Regions from separate parts of the Oryctolagus cuniculus genome. Here region 2 is linked to region 1. The links are chromatin contacts, called in public Hi-C maps. All regions are on one chromosome and are shown on one strand. The core of a region is the stretch at or near the end of the contact, and the rest is flanking DNA. Distances in the headings are between cores, read along the strand shown. Region 1 holds the start of PTPRM (protein tyrosine phosphatase receptor type M). Region 2 overlaps PTPRM (protein tyrosine phosphatase receptor type M).

The links. Hi-C and Micro-C count contacts between places; a contact is called where the count stands out from the background.
Region 2: a Hi-C map of psoas muscle shows a contact between it and region 1, with 1.6 times the contacts expected there. The contact joins the enhancer-like site here to the promoter of PTPRM in region 1. A contact is called at or near these places in 2 of 6 Hi-C or Micro-C datasets (psoas muscle and skin fibroblasts).

The regions. Positions count from the first base shown.
Region 1 is chr10:64,694,798-64,701,527 of mOryCun1.1, reverse strand. It overlaps PTPRM (protein tyrosine phosphatase receptor type M), which reads right to left and starts at 4,270. Exons shown (of 32, transcript XM_051852140.2): 1 at 3,788-4,270. The coding sequence starts at 3,857.
Region 2 is chr10:64,736,822-64,743,906 of mOryCun1.1, reverse strand. The region is part of intron 1 of PTPRM (protein tyrosine phosphatase receptor type M); the gene reads right to left. Among named protein-coding and RNA genes, the nearest start is that of PTPRM, 43 kb to the right of the region's middle. Within about 2 kb of position 2,341, at least 1 of the 8 cell types and tissues checked has an H3K27ac peak or open chromatin away from gene starts, as enhancers often do.

The DNA of each region.
Region 1 (6,730 bases), core at 3,021-5,520:
CAAAAATGTAAAATGTCATGAGTATAGTTATCTGAAAAAGAATAAACAAACTGCTAAACAAATCTATTCCCACTCAGTAAGGAATTCTTGAAAAGTTCCTCTTTTAAGCAGAAGAACTTCAAAAACAGCACAATGAGTTCAAGCACACCCTTTAACTGGCTCTCCTAATGGTTAACACCTTACCTAATCAGAACTGAATTATCAAAACTAAGAAACCCATGTTGGCACAATACCATAAACCGAAGCCTTTGTGCAGAGTTCACACAGCTTCACAAAGACTATTCCTCACAAGACCATTTTGAAAAATAAATCTCGCCAAGAGTCCCAAATCCACACTTCTATGTTAAGGTTTAATCTCTTCCAAACACTGTAGTTAAAACAAAGAGCCAAATCTGTTATTTCTATTTCTGCAAACCAAAACTTAATAGAATTTAACACATCAGTCTTGTCAAAACGCAGAACTAAACACGTGCTTATATAATATATATTAAAACTTGGCTTTTGAGAAACTGGGTCACAGAAGAGTAACTTGCCAATTCATGGGCTTCTCACCGTGGAAAAGACAATTTTAAGCAAAACTAAAATGATTTAACTTTCTTCTTCATGTCTTACTTTTATTCCTTTTACAAAAACCTACTTTTCCCCCTATTTTTATTTGAAAGGTAGAGAAACAGAGACAGAGAGATCTTCCATCTGCTGATTCACTTCCCAAATGACAGCAACAGCCAGAACCAGGCCAGAGCCAGAAGCCCAGGACTCAATGCAGGTGTCTAAAAACACTTGAGCCATCACCTTCTGCATTAACAGGAAGCTAGGAAAAGGAGCTGGGACTCAGACCCAGGCACTCTGATGTAGGATTCGGGCCTTCAAAGTGAGGCTTTAACCACTGTACCAAACAGCCACCCCATCAGCTGCCCTATTTTATGAACATCAAAAGCCTTGAACGACACAAAGTGAACCTCCACTATTTAGCCTAACAAATTAGAAATTTGAAAGTTGGAAAGCAATTGTTTAAGAAAATGTCCACAATACGTAAATAAAGTTCCCCGTGGGGTCCTAATTCTTTTCTCTGCCAGTAAGCTGAGCACTCTCTTTCCAATGTCTCGTATCTGCATGATGTGCAGTCCACCTCCAGAAATGCTTGATGAACTACCTTAATTCCAAGCCCACTCCAAAAGACAGCATAGGAGAGCAGGGCAGAACAGGAACAGCAGTCTGACGTATATATCTGAGCTACACAAAGAACCTCCACTCATGACTCGAACCCTCAGGATCGAGTGCACTGGGTGGAAACTGCAAGCCAAGTCTAACTTTTAAAAACCATTCCTATCCCTCTCTTTCATGCCACTCAGTTCACTCACAGTTTGAAAGTTTACAAATGATGAAGATGTACATTACATTTCATTCAACAGTTAAGTGCCTGTTAGATCTAAACTTCTAAGTTACATATTTTATGAAGACTCAAAAGGAAAAAATTTTCTTACTTTACCCTCAAGGAACTTACCATCTAATCCCTCTCTATGTGCAATTTATTCTCCTATGAGGTGAAAAGCAGCCGATTATTGCAATTGTTGGAAGAATCATAAAAAGAAATATATTTCAATGTCACTCAAAGCATCAGAATTAACTTTCCCAATATCAAAAAAAAAAAACTACCACTATAAAACATTAAATGCTTCATACTTGTACTGCCTAAAATGCAAAGTGGAAAAAAAGTAAACACAACAAACTGCAAAATATCCAATCCTTGCACACATGAAATTTGCAACTTTAAATTTTTAGAATTTCAACATTTCTAAGCAATCGCTTGGATACGGCCCTCCATTTCCCCTTTACCCACTAACACACCAGGGCAACTCTGGCTCTCCAACAGAAAAGAAAACACACTTCTTCAGCGAATGGTATGGTAACTCAAACAAATAGATTCCTTCCGAAAGAAAAAAGTATGCTGAATTTTAGCAAACACGTATTTTAGTCTTCTTCTAGATCACTTCAATCAGCCTTAACAAGAAGAGCATGAGCCGGTACTACCCAGGCTGAAATCCTTTTCGGTAATGAGGGACCCCTAGTTTAAATAAACTACGTAAATATTTGTTTCTGCCTCCTTGCACACAATTTTAAAACCCGTCACAACAATGTCTGCCGTAGTTTAAACAAATCTCAAGCAGGGAGTCATGGAGCTGATTAAAGCGAAACCCATCACGAAGGCCCCAATACTCGACTTCTCATACTAATAAGTTACAAGGCTCCCAAACTGGCGAACGCTGGCTACTCCATTATTCACTAGTAAGCACGCAGACCAAAAGCTGCATCAATTTTTATAGCAGTCAGCAGTGCATCCTCACGCTAAATGCTCTGAGCACGTGCAGATACAAGACAGTTCAGCAAACAGGAAACTTGGGGACAGGGTATCTATTGAAGTTGACGGTTTGGGTTTCAAACCCCAGAGCAATCGCTAACTTCAATTTCCATCTCCTCCCTGCGGCCAACTATGGTCAAGGGTCCCGCAGCTCAGCAAGGCTCCGTGGAGCACCCCCCCAACCCCGCCTCTGTGTACAGCCAACAATCCTCGGCTCCAGGAAAGTAAGAATTTTTATTTCCATGCGTCAGAGGGCCAAACGTCTCTAACGTGTGAAATATGCTCTTTAGGTTAACGAAAGTCTTCTTCGCCAATCTGCTTTCTTTTAAAGAGCCCAACTTATGCCTCTCGAATCAACACAGAAGCCTGTGTTGCAACCCAAGCTTCCGGCCAAGCGGAGATTTTCTTTGTTTTATTAAAAACTTAGTCCACCGCCTTCACTGTAAATACTTTAATTAACCTGATAAACAAGAAAGCGTGCGACCGCTGCCAGCGCTCGCCATCCACCCACGTGTGTTCCCCCACTCCCCCACCCCACGGGTGCTGAAGGCGATCCCGGAGGTAAACCCCGCGACACCAGCCGGGACCCGGTGCACAGGTGCTCTCCACCCGCGGCCCGCAGCGCCCCGGGAGCACCAGTCGGCGCACGCAGGCTTACGCGCGCACCGCCAGTCCACACCTTCCCAGCTAGGGCCCCGGGCCGCTGGACTGGGTCAACAAGTGCCACTGGCCTTGGCGCTCCGCTAGGGGGCCGGGGGCGGGGAGAGGGGCCTGGCCGGGCGCAGGGGCCTGGCGGCCGGCTGCTTCCTCCGTGGCTACCCGGTGCTACCGCGGGGACCGGCGAGAAACGCCCCGTCTGCACTCTGCGGAGGCAGCGCAGGGCGCCGGGGACCTGCCGAGGTCTCCAGCCGCGCAGTACGGAGGGGCGACAGGGAGGGCAGGGCACTGGGAGACAGCCGCTGGCTGCGCTGCCGCCAGCTCTGGGCGATCGCCGCGGGCGCAGCTGGGCACGGCGGCCCCAGTCGGGCCGCTACTTGGGGTCGCGGGGGACCGTGCAGCGCCCACGTCCGGCGGCTGCGGCTGGGAACTTCACGCAAAGTTTTTTGCCTGTTCCTTTCGGAGCCGGCCCGGGAATTGGAGTGGCAGCTGCCCAACCTCAAGCCCGAGCCCAGGCCGCGGAGGGACCCGGCCGAGCTTGGATCCCGACTCGGGGCTCGTCTGCTCCTCCTGCCCGAGTGCTTGGCGCCCGCCCTCCTCTCCGGCCACTCGCCCAGCGCCCGGCTACCGGGCAGGCGCAGCGCCCTGCTCGCTGTGCCCCCTGCCTGTTCCCCGATGCCCGCCTCGGCTCTGCCGCTCGGGAACTGCAGGCGTCCCCGGCGTCGGTTCCCGCCTGGGCGCTCCAGGCGCAGCAGAGGCGTCCCCGCTTACCTGAAAACGTGTCCCCCGCTGCAGTTAGCAAAAGTCCGGCCAAAGTCGCCAGGCAAGTCCCAAGTCTCATGGTGCTGAGTGCGCGCCGGGCCGCTCCCCGGCGGCGGAAGGGAGACGGCAGCTTTGGCTCCACGGCAGCGAAGAGAGAAGGGGAAACAGCCAGACACAGAGCCAGCCCCGCAAAGTGCCAACAGTTGCACAAGTCCGAACTCCGGCCGCTCCCGGGCTGCGGGGACAGGAGGTCCCGGGTCCTCCTCCCCTGCCGCTGGCCCCACTGGGCGCCTGGCGCCGCTGCGAGAGGCAGCGGAGGGCGCGCCCGCGGAGCCAAAATCCTCTCTCGGTTCCGGCGACTACACCCGCCGCCTCTCTTCTTCCCCTGCTCGGGACCCGAGCCGCCGGCGCCGGCCGTGGCGTGGCCGTGGCCGTGGCCGCGCGCGTCCTGCCCGCCGCCTCTGCTCAGGCAGCCGCGAGCCCAGCCCCAGGCGGCGGCGCGCCAATGGCCGAGCCCGCGCCGGCTGCGCGCGGGGCTCTTGCTCCCCGACTGACTGGCGGCGCCCCGCAGGCCGGCTGAAGGGAGCGCCCACGTCACGGCCACCCGGCGCCGCCGCGGCCCGCTAGAGGGCGTGAGCTCGCGCGCCCTCGCCGGCCTGCGCCCCGGCAAGAGCTGCCTTGGCACCTCCGGGAGCTTGGGGAGGGGCGGCCCCGCGGCCACCGCCACCGCCGCGGGCGTGACCCGCGCGAGAAGGAGCGGCCGCACGGTTGCCACCCTCTGCCCGTCCGCGCCACAGCCGCGTCTTCTCTTTGAGTGACTGGCTTTGGCGAGGGTGGCTGTGGAAGAGGGGCTGCGCCTCCGTCAGAAGTTTGTCCCGGGTCACGAGCCGCCAGTAGTTAGAGCGGGCGGCGGGGCGGGCCCAGCGGCCTGCAGCCCCTGGGGCGCGGCCAGGCGGCCCGGTCTCCGCCGCCTGGCGCCGGAGCGCTGTCACGGAACACGGCCGGCTGCACCCGGACTCGCCGGGCCGTGCTTCCTCCACTCCCGCGGCTGCGGGAGAGGCGGGCCAGGCGAATGCTGAGGCTCCGAAGGGCTGCGGGGCTTCTCGGCGCTGCGCGGGCGGAGCGAAGTTGGCGGGCGCCGGGAGAAGGAGCGGGAACCGCGAGCGCCAGCCAGCCTGCGCGCGGCCGGCCCCGCGGGATAGACCGGCGGCAGTTCCCGAGCCCCTGCAACCGGGACGCCCGGCGCGCTTCTGCCGCTCATGGTGCCTCGGCGAGCAGCGCTCGGAAAGCGGCGGTGGCACAGGAGCGAGGGGTTTGGACTTGTCCCAGGATCGCCGTTATCTGGTGCAGCGTGCTTGGGGGACTGGGAAAGAAGAGAGGTAGGAGTGGATCAAATACTCTGCAAGTATCTTGATTTGACATCTGGATCTGCGGTAACACTTTGAGTGAATGAATGAAATAGTTTTCAGCGCTTCAATAAAATTTTACATTTTAAGTGTAACGGTTTTTCAAATGCCCCCCCCCCCCCAATCTCACTTCGGAATACGCACCAGACAGCCTTAGGCTCCTGGCCTAGCTTACTGCGTGCCACGGAAGACTTGGGGGAGATGGATGAGAAGAAACCGGAGTAACTGCCTCTCACGGTGTTCTGGCGGTGAAACTGGCGAGGAGACAGGGCCTCGACAACAGGGTTCCCGCAGCTCTCCCGTAGGAGAGAGCCCCCTGCCCAGCCCACCGCTGCTGCCCAGTGCTTGTAGATACCTGAGAAGCCGGTAGTCCCCGAGCTCATCTTGACCCAGTCCCCTGCAGGGCCCCAGGACGAGCAGACCTGTCACCCCCACCCAGGAGCCCATCTGGGGACTCAAGGTCTGTGGCCCGTGGTATTGCAAGCAATACTCCTCTTCTTCAGGAATTCCACTTACTGGATCCTTATCTGACCTCGAGCTTAAAAGTCTGTATTAATCATTTGCTTCTTGATATGATCTTCCATCATCATGCTGCCTCTCCTCGCAAATGTATACTTGTTGAGCCTTTAATTGCAAAAGTGAAAATCTGAAGTCTCAGCCAGGGGAGCCTCCTACCTCAAAGAGATCAACAAGAGAGAATCGGCCACTCTGCTACCTGGGCTTCCCATTTTCATGAGATCATGCGCTATACTGGAGCTCTTAAAAAAAAAAAAAAATGTGGATGTTCCAGTGGAGTTTCATGCTGGTGGGAGGATGAGGACCAAAATAAGGAGGCCAAAGACAATTCAGTCCCTCTACCTCTGAGTAACTTCTTTAACTTAGGTGAAGAAGTTAACACGAGGCTAGGATTTCCTTCCTAAAATGTGTTCCTTCTACCAGCTGCGATCTATTCAGGCTACACTACACACTAGGTTCTGTGCTCAGTGCAGGAGGTTGTCTTCCGTCGGGTCATCCAGGAACAGACCTTGGGTTTAGGATAGAAATACAAGTGGCTTTTAGTTAGAGAAGTAATCCCAGAAAGCACTGTAAGCAGAGTGAGAATGTGAGTCAAGAGAGGGTGTATTCATGAGCAGGTTACCACTGTGGGCAACCAGGTTCAATTCCCTCAATTCCCTGAGAAGCTCACAGGAGGCAAATGTGGAGCAGCCTCAGGGTGGGAACATCCAGGGGTGGGCAGCTGAGGAAGGTGGCTGGGGTGGGCCCTGCACCTGCTGCGGGGAGGGAATGCTCTGCTTAGGGCTCTAATTGCTTAGGCCAGTGGACTACACTGGTAACCTTACTGTGAATTTTAGGATGCTAATTTGCCTCTACCCTTATCAGCTAGCTGCCATTGCATTTCAAAGGGTGTAGGGGGGTTGGCCAGAGGCCCCTTCCCTCACAATTCCTAACAACTTCTGTTTGTTTACTCCCTCTTGAAGGTAACAGCCAAGCTGCCTTTGAGCCCCACTGGAAGGCCTCTGCAGAACATGACGGGATTCAAATTTGT
Region 2 (7,085 bases), core at 1,092-3,591, 44 kb before region 1:
TTTCACCTCTGTGGAAGTATAAGGGCATTTCAACAAGCTCCTGGAAAAGTGGAATTAAAAGGCAAAATTTATTTTGATGCAAAGAAATGTTAGAATCCATGCAGCTTTTTTATGATATGCATTTTCCATAAACTTAGCAAAGAGCCCTCATATGCATGGATTTCAAAACTTTTGTAGCAAAATAAATTTACCTTTTAATTCCTTTCTCCATGAACTGTTTGTTGTTCCCTTGTATTCTTCCTAGCTTAAGGCTAATGACCATGTCAGAGCAGTAACCACAAATCTAAGAGCTGGCAGGGTTCAGGGACCCTCTAATTCCAGCAGATCAGAAATTGTGCTTTTTCTACCGCTGAAGGTGTTGTTTGGTGAGGTGGTGGAGGAGCACCATCAGCAGTGAGGAGGGGATTAGGTGGAATGGTTGTCAGTTTCACGTACATACGTTTCCTCAAGCAAATTTCCATATAAAATTGCTTGAGAATAGAGCTTCCCTTAAAAAAAAAAAAAAGGAAGGAACAGTTTCTGTAATCCACTGCTATCCCATGCCCACATTCTATGGACAAGAATCCAGGATTCTCTGAAAGAAGACATGACACCCCAAGATACCAGGCAGCCAGCGGCAGCAGGTGTAAGCAATCACCCAGGGCTGCTCCCCACAAATACGCTCTGCAGAAAAGACCAGCCATGCTACCATCCCTGCGAAACCCATGGCTGGTAACTGAACTGAGAACTCCATCTCCTCACTTAGACCCACCAGCGCACAGAACGAACATGAAGGCAAGATTCACCATGGTGCTAGAAGATCAAGATCTCAGAAGAAAGAAAGAGGGCTGGGCAGAAAAACCTCAGGCACGTTCATTAAGGACCACAGAAGTATTTTTAGCTTTCAGTGACATTAGCTAGAAAGTATACACTAGGAAGAACTGAACAAGTATGCGTAATCATTTAATAATAGCATACACATACTCTGGGGAAGACAAGGAGAATTATGAAGGCCATCCCACACTGCTACCCCTGACATCTGCCTCTCTCTGGCCTCTCTGATGATCTGACCTCATGGGGAGCTCAGGGACTGATCTACACTTGCAGTTTTCCAGATGTTTCTGGTTCGTGCATCTAACTGGGAGAGGCTACTCTTTGCTCAGCCCCTGTGCCCCAGAGAATTCTTCTAAAGTTCTCTAGGCTATTTGGGAGCAGACAGTCCTCCTGTGACTTCAGTTCTTCACCTCCCTTCAAGACACATGAGGACAGGTTAACGGGGTTGCTCCAGCTCAGCCCCAGTCAGCATGGCTCAAGAATGGAAGACCCAATAATGGAAACAGCCTCCTCATGGGGAAAAAAAATCACTCCTCTATCCCTAGGATCAAGGGGTTAAATGACAATCCAAAAGAAATCTGTACCCTACAGACACCCACACAGCAACTGCGCTCAACTTCTCGGGGCTGAAAGAGAGCCAGGTGCTTCCCAGTCTCATTTCAGAGACTCTTCAGAAGCTCATTGACATGAATTCCAGAGATTAATGTAGAACTTCAAGGGAAAAACAATCAGATAATTAATACGGTAATTTCTTAATACAATCTCACGCAGTAGCAGGACTATCTTTCCCTTGGAACTTGGAGAATTATTCCTAAGAATGGGATGTAAAACGTTAGTCAAAGCCTTCCCTGGCCAGGACAAGCTCACTTTAAATCATTGTAGTATCAGGAGTGTGCAAAGGCATACTTGCCCAACACAGAATTTCAACCAGGAAACATTATCCTTTGTACCCCCCCCCCAGACTACCCACACCCTCCTTTCCCCAGCATCTCAATATTCTCATAGTATTTCCAACCTGTGGTCTCTAAAAAAGAACTTGAGGAAAAACAGGTTGCATGTTCCTTTGATTGATCAGTCAACGTGACGCTACTCCAAGGAGCCCTTGCCTTTCCAGTGTCTTCTCTAACTACAGACTGGAGGTAGGGCAGGTAGGAGGGCTCTTTCAAAAGTTCATGGAAATGCACGCAATAAAAAACCATATGTGGATTTAAGTTTTCACTCACTACTGCAACAGGTGGGAGAGAGCAGGAGGATCCTATGCCCCTAAAAGGCCATCACACAGGCAGCTGGTAAGGCTGGACCACAATACCCTATCCCTGAGCTGCTTCCCCAGCCCCTAACTCCACATCACTGGGGATCAAATATCAGACAGTGGGACTGAAAGTAATCATGTGCAGTGTGGGGGCTTTGATACATGTGGAGAGGATGATTAGGGCTCTGTGGAAGGCAGAGCACACTTACCTACAGCCTCCAGGGTTCTTATTTTAGGAAACCTGACATCTTAACACCCAGCAGGCAGCCGCAACATGAAACTGAACAACCCAGAGTATGTCACAGACAAGGCCCCAGCACTGTCCTCTTCCAGACCAAGCTGGCACAGAGAACCCTTCCTTTGAAAGTCATGGATCAGAATTGTATTGAATTGCTGGTATTTCACAAATATCACTATTTGTGAGGCACAGAGAGGTTAAGAAATTTATCCAAGATCATATCAAAAGTCATGCAATCAAGATTTGAAGCTAGGGGCCAGCATTGTGTCACAGCAGGTTAAGCTGCCACTTGGGACCCCAGCATCCCATAGTAGAGCGCTGGTTTGAGTTCTGGTTGTTCCACTTCCAATCTAGCTTCCAGGCTAATGCACCTGGCAAGCCAGCAGAGAGGATGGTCCCAGCTTTAGGGCCCCTGCCATTCATGTGGGAGATTTGGATGGAGTTCCTGGCTCATGGCTTTGTCCTAGCCCAGACCAGGTTTCTGCAGCCATCTGGAGAGTGAGCCAGAGGACTGAAGATCTCTTTCTCTATGTGTCTCCCTCTCTCTCTTTTGCTCTTCCTTTCAAATAGATAAGTAATTCTTTAAAAAAGTAATTTTTTAAAGGATTCAAAGCCAGAGATCTGGCTCCTGACTACAAGCTCTGGTGTACACTGGGACAAAGTTGCCCCTCCACACACACACACAGAGGAGACACACAAAGCACCGCTGAGCACATCAATGATCCTCCCCTCCCCGACTTCATGAACAGTGTTGTCCACACGCTATGAGCACAGAAAGGAAACATCAAGTGGCTGCAGGGAGACTTCCTGTAGTAAATCCTTTGCAAATGCCTCCATTCCATTCCATTCCGTGCAGCTCCAAATCTCAGTTTCTGCACTGTTAAAAGGGTGATAAAGGGTATCTCCCTTTCAGAGCAAGTGTGAATGTTTAATGAAGTAACATCTGCAACAGTGCCCAAGGGCCTGGCACACACACAGTACTGAATGAAAGTTTCTTCTCCCAGAGCAGCGGCCCCAGGAGCAACCCCAGTGAGACAGACATCTCCTCTTTCTGGAACTGTGCAGATCCAAAGGGTCCCTCAACTCACTGGTGTTCAGGGATCTAGGAGTGGCAATCTCTTGATTCTCCAGCTTTCAACCATTAGCTCGAAGAGACTGCCCCCAAACACCCAGCGCAGGCCACAAGATCCCCCAGGATTTTCAACATGGTCTGTATTCTATCCAGAAGGAGGGTGGACAGCAGGTAGGAGGGCTCTTTCAAAAGTTCATGGAAATGCATGCAATAAAAAACCATATTGGATTTCAAAATTTTTTGCACTAAAATAAACTTATCTTCCAATTCCCTTTTCCACAAACTTTCTTAAGCACCCTCTTACAGAGCTGCCAGCCCCAACTTCAGTGGCAGGAATGATTCAGGCACCTTCCTCTCCTCTACTCTGCCCAGGGCAGAGTGCAGATGGACGGAACAGCTACTTAGAAGGGTATTCACAGAGCTTCCTGCCTTCCTAATTCTCACACCATGCTCATGCTCACTTCCAAAAACACCACACCGGTTCCAAACTGGTGCCATTTGGTCTGTAAAGCCTTATCTCAGGATGAGAGCCAGGACCCTCCTATACCAACTCTCAGTCTGTACCCAAGAAGGCAAAAGGGATGTTGCCTTGAAGAACTGGACCACTAGGGCCAGGCTGGCAACACTAGAGACTCCACCCCAGCCATTACTACAAACTTCAGGCTGCAGTAAGAGCCTGCAGTTCAGGCCCTCAACAAAATGGAAATTATCCAGGACAGCAACGGCATGAGCAAGGTGTACGTGCGTCATGTCAACCCACTCCATACAACTGAAACTCTGCAGAGCAACCAAGGGATTAATCCTTAAAATAACTGAGTTGAAAAGTCAAGTTGTTATGTGCCTTGCCTTCCTTGTATATCTACAGGGAAAACAATGTCTGCGTGCTATGACCAAGAATGTCTTTTCTTTCCTAAAACCCATTGACATGAAGCATGTTACCAAAGAGTGGAGGAAGGGGGATGTTATTGATGATTTCTAAAGTAAGAAATGATAGAGTGGTAAACACAGCTAATTTCTAAGACTTTATCACTGCAACTTTACAACAGCACTGCCCTCCTGCGCCTGGCTATTTATTAATATTCTAGTGTGTAACACCGACTTGGTTGCTCACATTAAAAATTCAGCCATGTAACTTGGGAAGTTTTTTTCACTCTTCGAATGGTACCAAAGTGTCACCACCAAAAGAGAAAAGCCTAAACTCTATTTGGGGGGACTATGACAGGTTTAATGTGATGTAAATTGAAAATTACTGTGTCTGACTACTGAAAAATATGAGTATCAGAACTGTTTTATCATTGCATACAAAACCAAATGAGAAGAACCAGCCATGTCCCCACTGGCTGAAGCAACGCTGGCTTCTGTGCTCATCCCGCATTTCCACGGACAGAGGTGACAGTGACACCAGGTGCACCAGGGCACCTCTGGACGTCTTTCAGGCACCACTGTGCATTTCACAGGATGATAACAGCAAAATTGACTCTAAAATCTGCTTGCTTTTCTCTTCCTGATACATGCTTTCCTCCCATAGTCATAGCTTTGGCATCAGCACCAGCACTGAACATTCCTGAAACAAGCACCACTTGCAAATTTCTCCATGCATCCCCTACAGGGCCTACTTCAGACTCATCTGAAATGAATGAGTATTTCCAGGTGTTATCACTTAATGCTGGGATTCCATGGGATTTCCCACACCAGAGAGGCTCAATTTTCTGGAGTTTAGCATAGTTTCCACATGAATCAAATTTTTGATGTAGTTTTACAACCAAGCAGTAGTTATGTCCAAACCCATCACAAACACCCAGCCCTACCTTCTGCATCTGGCATGTGGCCAAGTAGCCACCGTGCCTCACTCTTAACCCTCCGGATCCTAAATCTGTCTCCTGAGATCCCAAATTTAGCATGAAGCCTTCCGCGGCATAAAAGGAACTGGAACAACACATTTGCTACCTGGATTATTTTTCAGTCTCCCAGAGAGAGACAGCACAAGACTATTTCAGTAAATACCAAAAGAACAAATGGATCAGGTTCAATTCCTGGTAACAGGACCGATCAAAGCATCAACTGAAAATCCTTTATTGTATGAGGGAATAACAAGCAAACAAACAAGTCAGATGTAATGAGATTATTTCATAAATGCATGTATTGGGGACAGGCAAGAGATGCCTGCATCCCATACTGAGCGTCTAGGTTAGATTCCAAACTCCATCTCCCAATTCCAATTTCTTTCTAATGCATATCATAGGAGGCAGCAATTCTGACTCAGTAGTTGGGTCCCTGCAACCCACGTGGGAGACCTGGACTAAGTTCCTGGTTCCCAGCCATTGTGGGCATTTGGCCCAGCAATGGGATCTCTCGCTCTCACTCTCTCTCTTTCTCTCTTGCTTGTCACTTGCTTTCTCTGTCTCTCTCCAATAGGTAAATCTTATTTTTTTTTTCAAAATGCTTTTAAGTACTTATGCTTGCATCAGAAGTCTATAAGGCAGCTGACCACCCCTATATAAAGGATGGGGGAGCAGGGGAGACACCAGCCCCTGATGTAACTGCAAAATGAAGACAGCAAGTGACATCTAAAAACCCACTGAAAGTCTGTTTTGGCCCAAGCACTTGTGTGCTGCAGAGCCAGAGTGCCACACATCAGCAGAATCAACGCCAATGCTCCATTGTAAAGTATAGGCTTAGTAGCCTCCATAGGCTACTGCGTGGTCCACAGCAAGATCCTCAAAAGATTAAATCATTCCTTCTGAACCAGGAATGCAAGAAGTTTGTCTATTTTAAAGCCAAAGCTACCTACTGGCACATACAGAAATGACGCTGGAGAAAAAGAGAATCAGCAGGCCTCAGATACTATTGACAGCAAAGCAGAGAGGCAGAGAGAAATGGGAGGCCCTGTCACTTAGGGCCAGCCACAGAGCTCTCCTTGTGGGCAACGTCTGGCTTCACACAATTCCTGCAGACTCCAGCCCAGGTTAGCAGGAAGAGCTGACGGTAGAGAGCAAAACGCTAACAGGCCAGGCCCCTAGGCAACTGTTCACTTAACACCAAAATCAAACATGCTTCGTAAATGCTTCAAAGCACAGCGCCCCAGAATTTCAAGAAGAGACTTTCCTGGGGGTTTGAGATGAATCTCAACTAAGTACATTCTATAGCTAAGGAAACCTCTAATTGCTGCTCTGCCATAAATTTAAAGGATAGTGTGAACAAAGATTATAAAAGTGGTTCCAGCAAAATTGTCCTTACACATTCTCACAGCTTTCTCTAACAAACAAATTATCACAAACTTTCTGGCTTAAAGCAATGGAGATCTTTGTCACAGTTATGGAAAAATGTCAAGTATTGAAATATTTAGGTTCATTGGAGCATTAATGAGCTTTCTTTTATCATTCCAAAAAGTTTATTTATAAAGTACCATGGTTACAATGTAAGGGGAAATGGGCAGTAACTGAATAGTAGTATCATTTGATATTTGTATAATGTTTCACAGTTTAGATAGTGCTTTTTGTAAAAGCATTGCCACAGTCAGAATTCTCAGATAACCCAACGTCAGTGTTAAATTCAACCTGGGGCAGGCGTTTGGCACAGTGATTAAGATGCCCCTTGGGATAGCTGTGTCCCACATCAGAGTGCCTGGGTTCAAGTCCCAACTCTGCTCTCAATTCCAGCTTCCTGCTAATGGACACCGAGGGAGGCAGCAGCTGACGGCTCATGTACAC